Linked DNA regions of Sus scrofa: region 1 is linked to region 2. A link is a contact called in public Hi-C data. All regions are on one chromosome and are shown on one strand. Each heading gives the region's core, a stretch centred on a gene start, on an enhancer-like site or on the middle of the called end of the contact. The rest is flanking DNA. Distances are from core to core; before and after follow the strand shown.

Region 1 (6,816 bases), core at 3,588-6,087, 130 kb before region 2:
CTTGGTTGAGTTCCTTGTCTTGACTGACTTAGTACTCAACTGGGTGCCTTGGAAAAAGGCAAAAGAAAACTGATAGTAGACAATAAGTTTCCTGGCCTTGTGTGTGTTTCATTAGTTTTTTTTTTTTTTTAACTGCTTTTACATTACTCATTCATTTTTCTAAACTGTCGTAAATATCAGTGACTAAATATAGAAAGAGGAAACGGATATTGATAAATAAGAAATGCTCTTGATTCTTGGGAACAACTGTTTGCTTGTTTCTTGCTTATATTTCCAGAGTCATTTGTCAGGCTACAATCATGGGGGCCTTTATAGAAAGGGTCTCATGTGAGAGAAACAATAAAATGAGAACATTTTATGGTTAGAATTCATCACAGTTCTTTTAATTTACTCTTTCCCTCCGAGTCCTGCAGGAGCCATGATAATGAATGAAGGGAAAAGTATTTAAAGAATGTGTTTCCCATACCTTTCCTGTAAATGGGCTGTTTTGGCTTCTTCTGTACCCTGGTCCATTTCCCTCAATTCCACATACTTGAGTGCTGAATCTCTCTCTGCTTTTTGTTGTCTTCCTAGCAGGAGATAATCCTCCTAAATCAATAATCTTTTTTTTTGTTTTGTTTTGTTTTTTAGTGCCACACCTGCAGCATATGGAGGTTCCCAGGCTAAGGGTCTAATCAGAGCTAAAGCTGCTGGCGACAGCCACAGCCACAGCCACAGTCACAGCAATGCCAGATCTGAACTGCGTCTTTGACCTACACCACAGCTCATAGCAACACCAGATCCTTAACCCACTGAGTGAGGCCAGGGCTTGAACCCGCAAACTCATGGTTCCTAGTTGGATTCATTTCCACTGTGCCACAATGGGAATTCCCAATAATCTATTTTCATCTGAACTGACTTCATAAAGAAAATATCACTGAAGCATAATTATTAGAATAAACCTAAAAAAATTATGGAGAGAATTATGGAGAAAACTCTGGGTCTACAGATCTGTGTTTGAGTCTTGATCCAGCCCCTCTTTTGTAATCACTTCTGTGATCTTGGGAAAGTGAATTATCTTTTTGGAACCTCAGGTTTCTCATCTGTGAAATAGAATGATACTTTATAGTGATTATAAGAACTAAACGAGGAGTTGCCATCCTGGCTAAGTGGTTAATAAACCCAACTAGTATCCAGGAGGACACAGGCCTCACCCAGTGGGTTAAGGATCTGGCGTTGCATGAACTGTGGTGTAGGTTAAAGACATGGTTTGGATCTCAAGTTGCTGTGGCTGTGGTGTAAGCTAGCAGCTGTAGCTCTGATTTGATCCCTAGCCTGGGAATCTCCAAATGCTGTGAGTTCCGCCCTAAAAAGACAAAAAAAAAAAAAAAAAAAAAAAAAAAAAAAAAGAGAGAGAGAAAAGAACTAAATGAAATCATGTCACCAAAGTAGAGCTGCTTGTAAATTCTAACAGTAAAGCTTTTAGATATTTTTTTTTTCCACTAAAGGGCAAGCATGTTGTCTCCATCATATTTTCATCCTCAGCACTGAGCAATGAGCAGGCATATAGTGGGCCCATAGAAATGTGTGTTGAAGGAGTTATTGATGTTTTCACAGGTGCCCGCTTCATGTCAGGGCTTCCTTATCCATCTGTGAACTCCTCTGTGACCCATGCTGAACATATCAGGATGTTCTCACAAATCCTGACACTGTTCCTGGCATAACAGCAGTTATCTCCTGAGGATTCTGGAATGAAAGCATGGGGCCATGCTAGCAGCAAGCTGTGCTTCTGAGAGAAGCAAAATCTACTGTCTCATGTATAGTTGGCCAGTTATTGTAGCTACATCATTGAGCGGAGAGGTCTTTAAACACCTTTAATGACATGGAACCCTAGACAAGCATTCATAATGAACGAATCATGCATTACATTGGGAATAATAAATAATCCCAAAGTGATCACAGATGTTCTATCATAAGTACTTCAATAAACTTTATAAAACTATTTCCAGAATTAAAGCAGATCCTCCAATGGCAGTAATTAGAACCTATAATAGGACCAAACAAAGAATTGGAAGAGATCATTTACTGTGGATAAACACGCTAGCTATATTTGCCCAGCTGCATTTTCTATCTCTTTGTAAAAGACATGTGAGTCAGGGTCATAGCTATGTACTTAAAGCAGACCCTGTACAGCTTATCTAGTCATTTTCTTTTCTGTATTGGCCTCAAGTCCAGAGCAGTGGACTAGAGTTATGGATTCTAATTCTTATTCTGCTTTTAATGTGTAAAATGGATAAAAGGAAGTTAATTAATACCTATGTGCTTAATTTCCTAAACTCTAAAATGAATATTACAATACATTTGCCTTATCTACCTGTCAGAGTGGCTATGAGGGTTAAATGAGGGAATATAAGAATGTGCTAGAAAATAAACATAAAAATCACTTTACCCAGATATTTTGTAGTGACTCTGGATATAGCAATTGCCAGTTACAAGCCTGTATGGTTTCTTTCTTTTTTCTTTTTCATTTTTTTGTATTTTTAGGGCAGCACCCATGGCATACAGAGGTTCCTAGGTCAGGGGTAGAATCGGAGCTCCAGTCCCCGGCCTACCCACAGCCACAGCAACACTGAATCTGAGTTGTGTCTACAACCTACACCACAACCCACAGCAATGCTGGATCTTTAACCCACTGAGTGAGGCTAGGGATTGAACCCACATCCTCATGAATACTAGTCAGATTTGTCTCTGCTGAGCCACTGGCAAGAACTTCCTATATGATTTCTTTCATAATCTTCAGTGAGGAAGATTCTATCATGAAAATCACCTTTTCAGGGGATGGTTCACACTTGAAAAAGTTGGAGCTTTGGCTATTGAAAACCATAGTAATGGGAGTTCTCATTGTGACTCAGTGGTTAAGGAACTCCATTAGGATCCATGAGGATGCAGATTTGACTCCTGGCCTCTCTCAGTGGGTTAAGGATCTGGTGTTGCCATAAGCGGTGGTGTAGGTCCCAGACTCAGCTCAGATCTGGTGTTGCTGAGGCTGTGGTGTAGGCTTGCGGCTATAGCTCCAATTTGACCCTTATCCTCCATATACTGGGAACCTCCATATACCTGGAGTGTGGCCCTAAAAAGATGAAAGATAAAAAGATAGTAATAATGTTTGTTTAATTTTTTAAGAAACCCTTATTTAAAGTTATCAATCTCTGAACAAAGAAAGTGTATGTCTTGTTCCTTACCTTATCTTCATCTTCTACTATAAGGCTGGGCATATAGCCTATGCCTAATCAATATTTACTAAATAAATGAATTCAATTAGAGTATATTATCGAGTGATTTTTTTCCCCCCAAAGGAGTATTATTAAGCACACTATCCGTTTCTTTCAAAAATTAACAATTAACTTGGGAAGAAAAATGTTTGGAGTAGATGTGATCAGTCATCAGATAAATACTCGAATCATTAGGTCAAGAACCATATGCATGGACTGCTAATTTGATGATTATTGTCTGAGCTCAGCCTCTGTGACCGGCAGGTCAAGAAGACCTGGAGCTAAAACCTGGCGACATCAGATGACACAGTGGCTCATAGTGGGATTTTTCTGGGGACACATGAGCTCAAAAAAGCTACCAGTTTTTCTCTTTTGTTTTTCCTTGTTAGTAGAATGATACTTTTACAAAGACTTAAGAAATGTATTTGTACATTAAATGGATTCTTGATGTTTGTCTTCATTTATTCAATAAATATTCCAGTGCTTCTTATTAATCAGGAGTTGGGCTATACATTCAAGATTAAAGGTGACTAAGTAAAACCTTCTTCCTGCCCTTGTGGGTATTATTGTAAACTGATGATACAGACAAATGAACAAGCAAGTATGACCTTTGTGATAAGGACCCTGGGAACACATGATCGGATCACCTTAGAGATTAGGATAGGAGAGAAGGTTGAGATGGTTTTCTAGAAGAAATGCTGTCTGAACAGAAAATGGAGAAAAAAAGGTTGCCACGTGGCATGAAAAGTGAACAAACAGTAGAGCTGGTCCAAGGAGTTCGGGGGAGGTGAGTCAGAAAGAAACTTTCCTATAGAAGTCACCTGGGACAGATTGCCCATGGTCTTGAAAGCAACGTTAGAGTTTGGATTTCATCCTAAGACCAATGTCAGGCTCTTGAAGGAGTTTAAGCAGAAGAGTGATCAGATCAAATTAGCTCTTTAAAGATTCTCCTGGCAGGAGTGTAGATAATGGTTGGGAGGGTGAGACTAAAGAGAAGGCTGTTACAGTCATCCAGGAAGAGAGTATTATGGCTAGAACTTGGTTACTGGCAATGTTGATGGAGAGAATCTGAGAGATGAGATGTCAAGGGGTTGAATTTAACAATTCCTACAATTACAGGGATCATGACTGTGGATCTGAATATAGTGCAAGAGGGACTCTCGTACTAGGGTTTATGAGGCCACGAAAACTCACAAAGAGCAAGCTGTGTGAACTTGGAGGACAGCCCCTCTGTGAGGCCAGCTTCAGGAATGTACAACCTGGGCTGTCACACAGAGCCCTGTCTCAGAGAGGTGATACACTTGTTAGCAGTTTCCTGCTCCATTGTTGCCATTTTGAAATTCATCATAGTTTTGGAACTGGGCCTCACAACTTATAGAGCTGGTTTGGACACTGCCACTGTGGTTAAAATATAGTAGGTGTTCATAAAAATCAGTTGAATGAAGATTCCTTCTTCTGTTTGTAATAAACACCAGCAGTCAGCTTAGGAGTCACGAGGCAAGCAGGAAGTAGCAAACTCTGCAAGGCAAACAGCTCCTCCACATTGGCCAGGGCTCCTGTGTCCTGCTATGCGAGGGTAGAGAGGACTGGAAAGTGTGTGCTGGCAGTGAAAGCCGAGCAGTCACGCCTCAGGGACTTGTAAATTGGGTCTGCCTGTCCAGTCAGCTGATTCGGCTTCTTAGGTTGTCTTTTCAATTACTTCTGGAAACCATTCTTTTTTAAATACTTATTTAGATTATCCAGCAGCTGTTTCTTTTCCCTACTGTTTTGACTTCTAGTTTTGTTTATAGGTTATTCAGATCATCTCTGAATCCTGGATTTTTCTTTGTCTTCTTTTCCATGCTGAGCATCATTTCTCTGTGTTCTATTGTCATGCTTTATAATTATTTTTAGAGCAAGAATACTGACTGCTTCAATTGCTGAGAGCAAATTATATACTGTATATATCCTGTAAGTCTGTTGTTAGATTTAGGTATTATGGAGTTATTTTATTCTTTACTCTTTCTTCATGTTAACTCTTGAGTTTTTCTCTTCTATATATTTTCTTGCAACCATCTCATAGCCTTTGTTGACATGTGTTCATCTGAAGAATCTTATTCCTTCCAGGCCCTTGTACTTCAAATATTGCTGAAATCCAGTCACTGGTTAAACATGGTGTCTTGGTGTGTTCCAGCTACTATCACAGAAATACCATAGACTAGGTGGATAATAAACTAAAGAAATTTATTTCTCATAGTTCTGGAGGCTGGGAAGTCCAAGATCAAGGTGCCTACAGATCTGATGTCTGATTTCAGCTTTCTGGTTCTGATTCTCACTGTGTCTTCATGTGACGGAAATGGACAAGCAAATTTTGTAAGGGTACTAATTCCATTCATGAAGGCAGAGCCCTCATGACCAAATCACCTCTCAAAAGCCCCACTTTTTCCTGTGATCACATATTGGGGGGTTAGGACTCTAACATATGAATCCGAGGTGGATGCAGACATTCAATCCACTTGGCAACCTAAGAAGCTAAATAATGCCTTTGCCTCACTTTCAGAACGTGGTTGGCATAGACCCAAAATGGAAAAGCAAGGACTTAGGAGTCACTGAAATCTTAGTTTGAATTCTAGTTCTGCCAGAATAAGCTGTGTTGATTTGGGCAGGTTACTTAATTTATTGGACCCTCAGTCTCTTTATCTGCAGAAGATAATAATGCCTATCATGCATGGCAACCTAGAAGAATAATTAATGTGTTAAAAAACTCCAGGATTCACTCGGAACTCAACAATGGCAGCTACTTCGGAAAATATATTCTGCATTTTCTTTTTAAAGCTTATATAACTCAAGAAAGACATGAAATATTATGTAAGAGGTAAGACAGAAGATTCTATTTCTTTTTATCTACTTAGTTATCTGTCTGTCTAGACATCTATCTAACTATCTATCTATCTATCTATCTATCTCATCTCTAAGGCTTACCTGGTGTGTTTTTTCTTCTTTCATAAGGCAAGGGGACCCAACTTCAAGTTTTTAGTTTGAGAATTTTCAAATCTACATAAAAGTTGAAATACTAGGAGTTCCTATTGTGGCGCAGCAGAAATGAATCTGACTAGGAACCATGAGATTGCAGGTTTGATCCCTGGCCTCGCTCAGTGGGTTAAGGATCTGGCATTGCCATGAGCTGTGGTGTAGGTCACAGAGCAGCTAGGATCTTATATTGCTGTGGCTGTTGTATAGGCTGGCAGCTGTAGCTCTGATTTGGCCCCTAGCCTGGGAACCTCCATATGCCACGAGTATGGCCCTGAAAAGCAAAAAAAAAAAAAAAAAAAAAAAAATTGAAATACTAGTTGTACAATAAACTTTTTTTCTAGGTTCATCAATTTTTCACATTAATCATTATTAATAATTACTAATCATGTCTATTGTATATACGTACTTTTTTGTTGAACCATCTGAAACTGTGTCGAAGACATCATAACTCTTCACCCTTAAATACTTTAGCATAAGGGCATTTTCCTGCGTAATCCAACTATATTACCTGTAGGAAATTTAATTATAAAAAGTCTATTATTTTTGTTCATTC
Region 2 (6,967 bases), core at 1,960-4,459:
ATAGTTGGGGAGAGGATAAGGATGTTCATCTTCAGTCCTGCTGGCAAAACTTTATGGTAGCTTCTGGCCAAATAAGGAAAAGAAAGAATGAGTAAGTACTACAGAAGGGAGACAAAAAATGGACTTATTTACACATATCAGAAAATTCAAGAGAATCAATACATTATTAACCTAATAAAAAGACAAGACTTGAATAAATGGAAAGATATACTTAATATCTTTAAGTATATAGTGACAGAAAATACCATTAAAAATATATATCACAAAATATATATTACAAAATTTCATAACAATCTATAAATTATCTCTAATTAGATCAAAATCCCAGGAGGATTTTTGAGTAGCTTTAAAAATTGATTTTAAAATATGTGTAGAAAGATAAAGTTCCCTGCATATTTATTTATTTAGTCTTTTAGGCCCAGATCCACAGCATATGGAGGGTCCCAGGCTAGGGGTCCAACTGAAACTGCAGTCACTGGCCTACGCCACAGCCATAACAATGCAGGATCCGAGATGCTTCTGGGACCTATACCACAGCTCATTGAAACGCCAGATCCTTAACACACTGAGCGAGGCCAGGGATTGAACCTGTATCCTCATGCATGCTAGTCAGGTTCGCTAACTGCTGAGCAACTACGGGAACTCCTTTTTTTTTTCATATTTAAAATAATTATTAAAATGAAGCCAAGGAAGGACTTGTCTAAGCAAAATTTAAGGCATATTGCAAAACTATTGTTAAACATGTACTAAAATAACTTTAAAAAAAACTCGGAGAAATGTAGTGCTAGCATAGGAAAATATAAGTAGATAATGAAATGGAATAGAGTCCAGAAAGAGGAGGAAAAAAAATATGTAAATTAGCAAGGAAGAGAAAGATGCTTTAGTATAAGCAATAGAAAAATTAGGTCATGACATGAAGAAAAATTCAAAATTCATCCTTCATACTGTGAGAAGAAAAGAAGTGAAATGAAAAGAAAATAATCTGCTTTAAGTGGATTAATGGCCTAAATTTGAAAGGCAAAAACCTAATGCTTTTATTAAAGAAAATATAGGAATTTAACTTCATGACCTCATTTAGAGGAAACCCCAACCATAGCCCAGAGCACAAGTGAGGAGAGGAAATGTTGATATATTTGGCAATATCTAAATACAAACATTCTTTTTAACAAAAGGTTCCATAAGCAAAGTTAGCCAGCAGATATAGGTTAGAAGAAATTTATAACATGAAAGTCAACAAATGATAATTATATTACATCCATCTCACATGCACACACATGCACACACACTGCATGTATTATTTCCTAAAAATAAGCAAGTCTTTTTACCTAATACCACACGAATGAAACATGAATAGGAGTTCATGAAAGCATGGGGATGGAGATCAAATAGTTAATAGCATATACTTACTAATTTAAACAATCATGAGTTATCCTTATCAGGCTGACAAAAATTAGAAAGCCTCATAATATTGACTACTGGTGGAAGTAAGATGGTGTAGTCACTTCAGGCAGTAATTTCCTACTATTATAGTAAAATTAAATATTCACGTAACTGTGATCCAACAATCCTACCCCTGGTGTATGCCCCAGAGAAATCTCCCCATAATCATAGGAAAATCTGTTTATTAGTGTTATATTAGCAAAAGAACGGGAGGCAACTGCAAGTGTTTTATCACCAGAGGAATATGGAAGTTTCACGTGAAAATGCAAACCATGAAACCTAGGTTTACCAAAGCTATTGGGGTCTTCGAGGATGCCCCTGATAAGGAATGAGCCTCTTCCTTTCTTGGATTCTGAACAATTGGAGTAATAAAAGGAAGAACAGATGCAAATCTAAATAATGCTTTTATTGCCGGATAGTGTAGCATTAGAAAATACAGTTTAATGGAGAAGAAAAGGGGCCCAACTGAGAGAAAACCAGAGCAGAAGACAAATTGGACTCCCTGCAGGCAGCCAGGACTGCTGAGGAGGCAGGCAGAACAGAGCAGAGCATGCCAGCCGTTCTCAAACTTATCACCAGGAAAAGTCACTTTACTAGTCATTTTCCTAGTCAGGACAGAATGGGGCTTTTTATGGGAAATTGACATCCTTTGTGAGGAAGATTAGCAATAGAGATAGATCTAAAAGCATAATACTGGTGAATAAGTCAGGAATGATACAATTTATAGTTCAATATATATAATTTTTTAAAAGTACGTAAGTACAAAACAGCGAATTTTTTTAAGGATGTTCTTCTAAGGAAATATATGGAAGGTAGATTAGAAAGTGGAGAGTACATGTTCTTTGTGGAAGTCTATGTCTATAGGGGATTATTACTAAAGGTTTAAAATATAGTAAAAGAGGACTTTTGCACGGATAGAGGACGATAGTCTCCTCTGAATTTAGGCATATTAATAACTCACTCCCATACTTCTGGGATGAAAAAGACAACATGAGGGATGCAGAAATGATGTGGAACTTTATTATTATGCTTTCATTTGTATTTATATATATGACCAAAAAAATTTCAACAATGATAATTAGAAAAGTTATTGAATGACTGCAGTGGTTCCAGGACGCAAATGATGGACAAAATTTTGAGATTTTTCTAGAGCTTAGAATCTTTGATTGACAGCATTCATTTATTTATACATAAAACTTTTACATTTAGGGAGAGATCTTGGTTAGTCAGAAGTTAGGATGTTGTGAGAGAGGAGGGAAAGCAAGCAAGAAATCATTTCGATGTTCTAGGCATCCTTTACACTTCCTGGGTTTTTCATTTCCGGGGTGTGCTTTCCGCTATTCCTTCTCTCACTTAGGGATACAGACGTGTTGCTAACTTACTCTATCTTCTTCCCAGAATCGGAGGGGATAAATAGAACCGATTTTGGTATTTCTGTTTCATCAACATCGGATGAGAAATCCGCTAGCAAACTGCCTTGATGCAGCCAGGCGGGGGCCCGGCCAGGAAGGAGGGAGATTGCCGGCCGGCCGGGGTAGAGCTCCCTGGCTCAGGGATCCTCGAGACTGAATGCCATCTTGAGGCAACTCCTGTTTGGGGCTGCACGCACAGCGCAGGACTGCTAAGCGGCATCGACTCCGGGACTTTCCAAGTCCCCCTGAGCCCCACAGGAGACAGATGGTATTTCTGCGTCTGTGTGCAGGGGGTGGGGGAGTGGCGGTAACAATAAGCAGCAGTAGCCACTTGACAGGCTCCCTGCTGCCAAGAATTTGCATGACGAGCGCTTGCTGCCATCTGGAGAACTTCAGCTCCTCCGGGGGAGAATCAGCATCTCAGCCTCACTGGTCCCCTTGGCCCCAGTCTCGGCTGAGAATCTCTCTCCCCAGGGGAGGAAGAGAGCAAAAGGCAAATCCATCAGATGAACCTGGCCTGGGGGAGAGGGGCTGCCTGGATGAGCTGGACAAGCTAGTCTAGTGCAGAGGGCGTGTGGCCGGGTCTGGCACTTCAGGGTGGGTTAGGTCAGCAGAGTCCATAACCTTTTGAACATGGGTTTGTTTATATGCCAGTAGTTGGTGGAGGAACTGTGGAACTGCAAGGGAGAAAACTCAAACAAGAACCCCCTTTCCCATGACCTCTAGCCTGGAGTTCAGTGAAGCAAAAGACTGACCATACACCCCAGGGATCCCAGTCACAGGCAGCCTAGTGGTGTATGATAAACACATGTGTGGGCCATTTAATTAAACACATAACAGGTTTCCAGCTGCTAAGATTTTGCTTGTTTACAGAAAAATGTATTTTTCAAAGTGTGAAAAAGAAATCCTGCTTAATATTAGTTTTACTTGTAACATACGTTCCTGCCTTCCTTGTTAATTATTTGTGAACCTTATGGCTATGACATTTTTTTTTCTCCAAAATGTTTTATCTAAAATAAACTTTTTTCTCTAAAAAGTATTTTTTTCTCCAGAATTTCTGTAATTAATATTTAAAATTTACTAGGATCAAATGGTATCTTAAATGAAACATTTAACTGGAAGATTAATATAGCCTGAAAGTCCTATGTTTAATACACAAAACCGCATGGTTTTATGTCTTCCTAGAATTTCCAGGCTCAACACTAAGGGGATTCTTTGTTGGAAAAAAGACAGGGACTCATATATATTAATTATGGAATATTCAGAAAAGTGGGAGCAATACCACATTTACCATTGATGCTTGGTGAGATTGTCAAAGTGGATATTGTGTTAGGTTTGTCCTTAGTACTCTAGCACCTAGCACACTTCCCACCACAGAGAAGGGTCTGTGTTTCTTTCAGCTTTGGGAGTTACAAGGAACAAGTTACAAATTAATGGTAAAGTTCATCTCAAAAGGGAGATTTACTGGAAAGGTGCTGGGCAGTCAAACGGACTCTACATGGTGAACAGCCAAGCCTAGAAAGGCAGGACCAGCTCCCGGACTGTAGGAGATGTGTACTTCCTTGCTGATAATTATACCCACATTCTGATGACCTCCAGCCTCTGTATCTTTTATTTTTTTTAATTTTTAAAAACTGTGGTTGATCTACAACACTGTGCCAATTTCTGTTGTACAGCAAAGTGACCCAGTCACACATCCATTCTTTTTCTCGTATTATCTTCCATCATGTTCTATCTCAAGAAATTGGATATAGTCCCCTGTGCCAGCCTTTGTATCTAAATTTCAAATTCTCTGAAGCTATATTTTGATGGGTCTAGCTTTGGTCTGTGTCAGGTGATGGCTCTGGATCAATCAGAGAGGGAAGGAAGGTGGCAGGTACGAATAGTACAGGAACTCAGTGGGAGTCTGGGAGTCAAACAGCAGAATTGGGGGTGAGGTATTCAGGTGGAATGCTCATTGCAGAGAACTTAAGCTCCACACTCTGTATGCCAAAACTTAAATTTTATTTTTTAGGGCCTGGCTGTGGCATATAGAAGTTCCAAGGCTAGGAGTTGAATCAGAGTTGCAGTAGCCAGCCTACACCACAGCAATACCAGACCCAAACGACATCTGCGACCTATGCTGGACCTTGTGGCAATGCAGGATCCTTAACCCACTGAGCAAGGCCAAGGATAGAACCCATATCATGGATACTAGTTAGGTTCTTAACTCTCTGAGCCACAATAGGAACTGCTTAAATTTTAAATTATTTAAAACTTTTAAATATTAATTCCCCAGTCTTATTTGATGGGATTATTGCAGTATTTAATGTTTCACTGATTCAGAAAAATAATAATGCATGTTAATTATTATATAGCATTGTAACGTCATGATTCTCAGTAACTGCTGAGGGATAGGAGAGGCAGGCCCAGGACTGGGGAGAAGGAGGCACCTAGGATGTAAGATTTAAGGAGATACTTGGGTCGACATGAGAGTAAGTTTAGAGTGAGTATTTCCTTATATGTTACATCCTAGTTGCCTCAATTGCTGTGTCCTAGGCTGTGCCCTGGTCACAGGTAAATTCATCCTTAAACAAAATGGCTTTATATTATTCGCCTGGGGAGTTTTGTCAGCTGTTGCTTCTGAAGAAACCATTTTCTATAGTGTTCTCAAGACAGTAATTCTCATTTCCTCACCTATTCTAACTTTTCTAATTTTCTTTTGTTTGCTATAACTATGGTGTCAAAATAGCCCTTTATCTCTAGCCCATCACCAATCAAGGGCAATCCTGATTTTAATAATTCCATCCTATTTTTCCATTGCCATGCACCACCATGAATGGCAATGGAGTATGTACACATGTATGTGAGGATTCAAACCAGTTTGAGACTTTTCTAAATGGGTCATTTTGAAGTAATACTCAATAAGTAATCGTTATGTGCAAATGTATTCAGATAAACACATTAGAGCATGTGTCCTGATTCTGAGATTTGAAAATTCAGCAATAATAACCTTAAGGTAGGGAGAATGAAAGATTTAAAGGAGAAAGCAGACAACTGCAATAATAAAAGACTACACTTTAAATAGAGCTCTAAGACAATATAGTTTTTGTGTGAGTCCTTGGGGGTGATTATAGTTCTGGCCTGTGGAGAAATAGTTCATGACATCCGTGACAGATTGTAAACTTTTTTCTTGGCTCTGCGTGACCACTGAGAGCCTAATTCTGAGTTTAAGAGGTGATTCCCAGACAAAGGTGATATGATGGTGATGTAGTTAACAGAACATCATTAACCTGGAGGGGAAACCAAGCCTTGGATTTTTTCCTGGCTCTATTGTAACTTGCTAGGTGACTTGGACAAATTTCTTAGTCTCTATGACATGCCATTTTCTGGTCTATAATTGAATGTTGAACTCCCCTTGGGTTATAATATTTTCTATTCTCGTATCAAAACCAGTTGACTCTTTTAATATGAAACTTGAAAAACATTTCTACTGTTCCAGGTGATCTACATACAGCAGTGAAATCATTAATTTTAAGGGTTTTCTTTTGTGGGGTCCACTTGATAATCATCATAAGAACAAAATGCTGTGCCTCTGTGGCCTGTGATTATAGCTGAGTCATTCCAGGAGCATGGCAGTTTTTGTCTTTTCCTGTCTCTGTACTCTATCTGTTCAACTTTAGGAAAATTGTATTTAAAAAAAAATTACCAATGGGTACTTTGCCTCTAAAACATTAGGCAACAAACCAGCTCAATCTGAGGGCAAAATTAAAATGTCCACATGTGCTGGAATTATAGAGAACTAGTCTTTGTATGATAAACAAACAAACAAAAAACCCAAAACAAAATAACAACAACAACAAACCAGATGTCTAGTTTGGTTAAGTATTCTTGCTTGCTTTTGTATTTTCTACTCTTTTCAGTGTAATTATTCTTTCAGGGGGTATGCCGCTCTTGTCTTATGTCCCCCTCAAAGATAGATTGGTATCCTAACCCCTAGTACCTGAGGATGTGATGCTATTTGAGATAGGGTCTTTACAAAGGTTATCTTAAAGTCTTTAGTGTGTATCAAGCATAATCCAATATGATTGATGACTTTAGAAAAGGGGGAAATTTGAACACAGATCTGCACACAG

What was found. Hi-C and Micro-C count contacts between places; a contact is called where the count stands out from the background.
Region 1: a contact with region 2 is called in a Hi-C map of liver, with 4 times the contacts expected there. The contact joins two enhancer-like sites. A contact is called at or near these places in 2 of 47 Hi-C or Micro-C datasets (epiblast stem cells and liver).

Annotation. Positions count from the first base shown.
Region 1 is chr1:79,630,907-79,637,722 of Sscrofa11.1, reverse strand. No RefSeq gene overlaps it. Among named protein-coding and RNA genes, the nearest start is that of MARCKS, 160 kb to the left of the region's middle. Within about 2 kb of position 4,837, at least 17 of the 83 cell types and tissues checked have an H3K27ac peak or open chromatin away from gene starts, as enhancers often do. A contact at or near this core is called in liver, where this site is marked.
Region 2 is chr1:79,495,108-79,502,074 of Sscrofa11.1, reverse strand. No RefSeq gene overlaps it. Among named protein-coding and RNA genes, the nearest start is that of MARCKS, 290 kb to the left of the region's middle. Within about 2 kb of position 3,209, at least 53 of the 83 cell types and tissues checked have an H3K27ac peak or open chromatin away from gene starts, as enhancers often do. A contact at or near this core is called in liver, where this site is marked.